Regions from separate parts of the Macaca mulatta genome. Here region 1 is linked to region 2. Evidence: chromatin contacts called from public Hi-C data. All regions are on one chromosome and are shown on one strand. The core of a region is the stretch at or near the end of the contact, and the rest is flanking DNA. Distances in the headings are between cores, read along the strand shown. Region 1 holds the start of EEF1A1 (eukaryotic translation elongation factor 1 alpha 1). Region 2 holds the start of SLC17A5 (solute carrier family 17 member 5).

Region 1 (3,323 bases), core at 521-3,020, 130 kb before region 2:
ACATATCCCTGTCAACTCTCCAAAGGACAAAACCAATGCACAAGACAGGCATTTCAGGGAAAAAAAAAAAAAAAAACAACCTAGAATTATTAATCCCACCAACCTGAGATGTCCCTGTAATCATGTTTTTGATGAAGTCTCTGTGTCCTGGGGCATCAATGATAGTCACATAATACTTGCTGGTCTCAAATTTCCACAAGGAGATATCAATGGTGATACCACGTTCCCGCTCAGCTTTCAGTTTATCCAAGACCCAGGCATACTTGAAGGAGCCCTTTCCCATCTGTAAGGATTAAGAGTTGTTACTTGGTTACTAACACACAAACTCCAGCTTCAATTTCTTTGCCCCCAGCCCTTAATTGGCACATAGTTTCCACTTTACAACTGCAAGTCCTAAGCAATTTTAGTCACTTAGATAGGGTTACAGAAGCAACCAAAAAGCAAACTTTTTAAAGTAGGATCTTGACTATTAATATCCAAATCGAAACTACTCACTAGCAATACGGTTACAGAAGTAACCAAAAGCAAACTATTTTAATAAGTAGGGTCAGATCTAAACCACTCACTAGTTCTGGGGAAATCACTACCACTTAATGATTCTGCTGGTAAAACTCATTTTAGTTCATCTTTCCCATACCTCAGCAGCCTCCTTCTCAAATTTTTCAATGGTTCTTTTGTCGATGCCACCGCATTTGTAGATCAGATGGCCAGTAGTGGTGGACTTGCCCGAATCTACGTGTCCAATGACGACAATGTTGATATGAGTCTTTTCCTTTCCCATTTTGGCTTTTAGGGGTAGTTTTCACGACACCTGAAATGGGAGAAAAAAACTTTGAACCACTGTCTGAAGCTTGAGAATAAGCCAAGATCCAAATTCGAAAAGGGCAAATTCCAAGGAGAATTACATCGAGCGCCAAGCTGGCCTAACTCTTCAGTCTCCACCCACCAAGTGTGGGGAAACTCCACCGCACAAAACCCCTCCCCCAAACCTAAGGAAGACGTACTCCAAAAGCTCGGAGAACTAATCGAGGTGCCTGGACGGCGCCCGGTACTCCGTGGGGTCACATGAAGCGGCGACCGAGGAGGGAAAGGCCCTTTTCCTTTGTGTGGGTGACTCACCCGCCCGCTCTCCCGGGCGCCGCGTCCTCCATTTTGAGCTCCCTGCGGCAGGGCCGGGAAGCGGCCATCTTTCCGCTCACGCAACTGGTGCCGACCGGGCCAGGCTTGCCGACCAGGGCGGGGCGACACACCGCCGCGCGAGGCCCGGCACCAGAGCAGGACGGCCAGCTTGAGACTCCCCCCGTCCGACTCTCGGTGGCCGCGCTCGCAGGCCCCGCCTCGCCGAACATGTGCGCTGGGACGCACGAGCCCCGTCGCAGCCCGCGGCCCCCAAAACCCCAATATCAGTGTGCAGATCCTGGTCCGCATTTATAAGATTATCTCGCCAGGAAAAAGGCGTTGCAGCTGGTCATCAAAAATTTTAAATGGCTAGAAACTTAGTGAAAGCAGCGGGGCAGGCGCGAAGGTGCTACCAGATTCGCACGCGGCAGCCCCAGAGCCCAAGCCAGGCCTCGACTCAAGCACGAGGCGAAGGGACTCCTTAAGTGCAAGGCCTCGACCTCTCCCACCCACTTCCAACCCGAAGCTCGGGATCAAGAATCACGTACAGCGGCCAGGGGCGTGTAAGTAATAAAAGGCACGCGAGGGCCATAGCCCGTAAAGAGGCCAGGCCCGCAGGAGCCACACACAGTACTTACCTGTGTTCTGGCGGCAAACCCGTTGCGAAAAAGAACGTTCACAGCGACTACTGCACTTATATACGGTTCTCCCCCACCCTCGGGAAAAGGGCGGAGCCAGTACACGACATCACTTTCCCAGTTTACCCCGCGCCACCTTCTCTAGGCACCGGTTCAATTGCCGACCCCTCCCCCCAACTTCTCGGGGACTGTGGGCGATGTGCGCTCTGCCCACTGACGGGCACCGGAGCCTCACGCATGCTCTTCTCCACCTTGGTGATGACGAGAGCGGGCGTGTGAGGGGGCGGGAACGCAGCGATCTCTGGGTTCTAGGTTAGTGGGAGTTTAACGACGGTCCCTGGGATTCCCCAAGGCAGGGGCGAGTCCTTTTGTATGAATTACTCTCAGCTCCGGCCGGGGCGGGGGGGGAAGAGGAGGGGGAGGGGGAGGCGACGAGGTGGCGGCCTGGAAGGGACGTCCAGAATCTTTCCTCTACCATTGCTAGCTTAGCCCCAAAGGTTGTGTTGAGATTAGGGTGTACCTTCGCCCCCCAATCAGCCTCCTGTCCTCAGCCTTGCTATCTCGCTAGTCCGTGACAAATCCCTAGAGCGTCGTCTTCTGCCGGTCTCAGCCCAGCCCCGGGTTGGCTCCTCCTCCGCCCCGGCTTCCGCGCCCCTCCCGCGTGGCAAGGAGTACCAGGCCCGGGGACCCCGAGGGGCTTGGGGCGAAGGGTCTGGACTGGAGGACTCCTTAACGGCTCACGGACCTGCGAGAGGTTCGGCTCGATGGCCGTGAGCTCGACGAATCCGCTCCTGTGCTGGCCTCTTGGCTCCTTCCATTCAAAGCCAGCTGCTTTTATCAAAGCCCGTAACACGTCATCTCCCCCTGGTACTCCAGATGTCCAGGCTTTCAGTTTAGAATAGACTCAGTCCTACAGTTAGCTTTAGATCTAATTCTAGTTTTGTTACGCCAAAAAGTTCCTGCGAGTGTGTGTGTGCCTCATGGTACTTTTTAAATTAAAAGGTGTACAGTCATTTGATTGCAAACATAAGGAAGCTAAAAAGCTTTCAAATTCAGATTTTCCACGTGATCTCATGTAGAGACTAAGATCTACAGCATCAGCAAGTTTATCCACCCAGTTTCCTAACCCCAACACTTGCTATGAAGTCACAGCTTCTCCTATTTAAATAAGTGCCTATTATATTTAAATAAGTGCTTTCTTTTTCTGTCATCCTATAGATTGTAACTGCATTTTAGCATAAATCTAGGGCAAGATTGGATGAGCTTGGCCGTTTTGGATGGCTATCAAGACAGGCCTTGGGAAATGCTCCTCTGAGGAATGAAGAACGTTTATTTTTAATGAGCTAATTACTAGATCATTATGTTTCTTCTTCCAGCTGTAGAATATTACTGCCCAGCTTCTCGAACAAACTTATTTATTAACAAGTATTTGAGAACCTACTATGTGGCCAACGCTAAGTACTGTGGAGTTCCTTCTGGAGAGGAACCCACAATCAAATTGGAAGAGGAAAACAAGTTGGGAAGCAGTTAAAGGCAAACGCGTATGGTGCTTTCTTGGTTTTTGTA
Region 2 (3,230 bases), core at 55-2,554:
GAATATCATACAATTTGAACTCTACAAGCCGCAGAAAATGATCAGTTTATGGAACTAAGTCCGACTGCCAGGTAAAACTTAACTATGGTATGGTATTTACAGTTTGTGTTGACTAAAATAAGCTCCCAGCTGCCAGATGGAGCTATAATGTTGCCACCTCTACTGCCACCATCTGGTAACATTAAAAACAAATAAAAATATAGAAAACTATACAATTCTGGGTCAGCCAAAGTCAAATTTCCAGTGCAACTCTTTCTTACACACAGATCTTTGAAACTATAGAATGCATTCAAACTGATTTGTTCTTTAGTTTTCCTTACTTTTAAATAAACTATATTACAAAAGTGTCAAATAGCAAAATATTTTAATTTTCTCAAATTCAGGGAAGATGCTTTATGAAGTACCTCCTTTTCGATTTGTTCCAAGACCTCTGGCAAACTACCTTAGAACTCTGTAGGTATCCTGAGGATAACTGAACTGTTTCCTAACTTAAAAAAATGTTTTCGATGTTTTTAGTCTCTTACTGTACAACGTCAAATAGTCGCTGGGTTATGCAATAATTGCCCTCTGCATACTCACAAACGTTAACCCCAGTCCTTTTTTGTCTCCCTCCCCGCCTAAAAAGCTACCAGGTCACATGCTGGCGGATACGCAGTGGCGGAAACCTAGCGGTGACAGGGAAGGACAGCCCTCTGCCTACTGATCTGCAGGTTTCTCCTCCAGTTTGCTCTTACACTGGGGTCCTCCGCCCGGACCTTAGCCCATTCATTTGATGGTTCTCTCCCAGTTCGTTCTTCCACTGGGTCCCTTGCTCAGCACTACCCAAAATAACTATCAGCTCAGAGCCTGCTGCGCAGCCGCTCCCCGCCCCCGCCCCGTGGGGCCGCACCCGCCAAGGCCCCGGGTCGGCTCCGCGATCACGGTCGCGGCCCCCGGGGTCCCCGAGGGGCTTCTGCGCACTGAGGCAGGCGGAACTGAGCGGGACTCTGAACGGGCTCCCCTCCTAATGTCCCCTCGCACCTGAGCAGCTCCGGTCCCGCCAGCGCAAGGTGCGGGTACCAGGGCCATGCCCGCCCAGAGACCGCCGCCCCCAGGACCGCCGCCCACCCGAAGCCCCTGGACGACCCCGCCGCTTACCGGCTTCGGCCCGTGGGGCGCCCGGCAGAAGAGGCGTGCGGTCCGTACTCTCCTCGCCATCGTTCCGGGCCAGGTCTCGAACTGGGGACCTCATGACGCCTACGTGGAGCAGGTGTCCTCGCCACCTGGCAGAGAAGGGCGCGCCGGCCCGACAGCCCGAAGCCCCCGGGCCAAGCTGGCCGGACCGGGCGGGGCGGGGACGCTGGCACCGCCCTGTGGCCACGTCTTGTCCCCGCGGTCCCGCCCAGAAGTGGCCGCGCCGACTCCGCCCCCGCCGCCATCTTAGATGTGGGCAACTGTGTCGTGGGTTGGACTAGGGAAGCGGAGTTCCGGGAGTTCTGGCAGGATTGGCGCAGTGAGCTCGTCCCGCCGGTCTACGCTTGCCGGGGAGCCGGTGTTCAGACGACAGTCTCCCGCTCCTGCACCCCCTTGTAAAGTGCAGGGGCCGCCTTTCCCGCAGGGAGGATGAGTGGGAGCTTGCGGGCGGGCAGTGGGGACTAGAATTGCACGTAATTATGGGGAGGGCTTCGCCCGAACTAGGGAAGTGGGTGGTGTGCTTTTCATAATTTGACATTCAGTTGTTAGCACTCAGTGCCATACTGTTAGCAACCTTTGTACGATCTACCCCGTGACTGTGACGGCATATTGTCCCTAAAATAGTTCCCCCCCCCCCCCCAGACAGGGTCTTGCTCTGTTGCCCAAGCTGGAATGCAGTGGCGCAATCACAGCTCACCGCACCCTCGAACTCCTGGACTCAAGCGATTCTCTTCAGCGCCCCCAAGTAGCTGGGACTACAGGCGCATGCCACCACGTATGGCTAATTTGGTTTTTATTTTTGTAGAGGCGAGGTCTCCTTGTATTGCCCAGGCTTGGTTTCGAACTCCTGGGCTCAAGCAATCATCCTCGGCCTCCCAAAGTGCGGGGATTACAGGCGTGAGCCACAGCTCCCCGCTCTAAAATAGCTTTGAGGTGGGAAAACAGCAATGGAAATTTGTTGCGTCCTATGATGTTGCTGGTTTTATAGGTAAAAATAATCAACATAGGTAGTTTCATATGGTTCGACCTATGGAATCCTCTGATGTATGATGTATGTGTGCATATTATATCTCCACGATAGAATTTGGATAGATTGTGCTAGCATTTGCGGACTCTGAGAAAGTGAAACTAGGAAAACCCAGCTTGCCTTGGCAGGGTAGATCTGGAGCCGCTAATAAAGGCTGTCTCTGTGGAGGTAGAAAATAAGATGTAGATGTTCTCGGAGAGTTTGGTGTAGACAGGGAAGACCCGCAAGCCACTAATTCAGTAAACCAGGTTAGAAGTTTAGTGAGGTCCACGTGGGAACAAAGGGGAGGGTCCTTTACCTAGAAGGGGGGGGGAGGATTTCTGTAGGCATTCCAGATCAGTAAATGCTAGGAAAGTTCTCAAGTTAAAGCAGCAAATCAAGCCTTGTTTCTGAGTTACTGAATTACCACGTAGATTTTTACTCTCTAAGGGTTATAGAAAAATGCCATTTTCAAACTTGATTATGCAGAGTCACCTGGCAAATCCTTTTAAAATGTAGATTCAGATTCGGCAGATCTGGTGTGATGGTTGATTTTATGTGTTAACTTGCTGGATGTCTTTGGATGAGGTTAACACTAAAATCATTGAACTTTGGGTAAATATGGCTCCCTTCCATAATCTGGGTGAGCTTCATTCAATCAATTGAAGGCCTGTCTAGAATAAAAAATCCGACTTCCCCACTTCTCTTCCCTAAGCAAGGGAGACTTCTCCAGCAGAGTGTCCTCAGACTTGATCTGCACCATAGGTCCTGGGTCTCCAGGCATGTGCACCATCATCTGCTTTGGGTCTGGAGTCGGCCAGCCTATATTGTGAAAGCCAAAACTTTATTACCCAAACTACCCAATTGGGGTTATTTCTCTGAGAAGCTGTACATCTGGGATGGGCCTGAGATTCTGTATTGCTAACAAGCTTCCAGGTGACCAAGGTTATTGGTAACTTGGGCCAGGGAATACAGGTTGCAGCAGACTTGACAAACTTCAAACCAGAGGAATTCTTTTTTTAAATATTTTTTATTTTAGAAATTTTAGCTT

The links. Hi-C and Micro-C count contacts between places; a contact is called where the count stands out from the background.
Region 1: a Hi-C map of fetal cortex germinal zone shows a contact between it and region 2, with 2.8 times the contacts expected there. The contact joins the promoter of EEF1A1 here to the promoter of SLC17A5 in region 2. A contact is called at or near these places in 3 of 14 Hi-C or Micro-C datasets (CD4 T cells, fetal cortex germinal zone and fetal cortical plate).

What each region holds. Positions count from the first base shown.
Region 1 is chr4:112,151,006-112,154,328 of T2T-MMU8v2.0, reverse strand. It overlaps EEF1A1 (eukaryotic translation elongation factor 1 alpha 1), which reads right to left and starts at 1,770. Exons shown (of 8, transcript NM_001195750.1): 1 at 1,758-1,770; 2 at 638-811; 3 at 104-283. The coding sequence starts at 781.
Region 2 is chr4:112,019,987-112,023,216 of T2T-MMU8v2.0, reverse strand. It overlaps SLC17A5 (solute carrier family 17 member 5), which reads right to left and starts at 1,304. Exons shown (of 11, transcript NM_001260632.1): 1 at 1,138-1,304. The coding sequence starts at 1,231.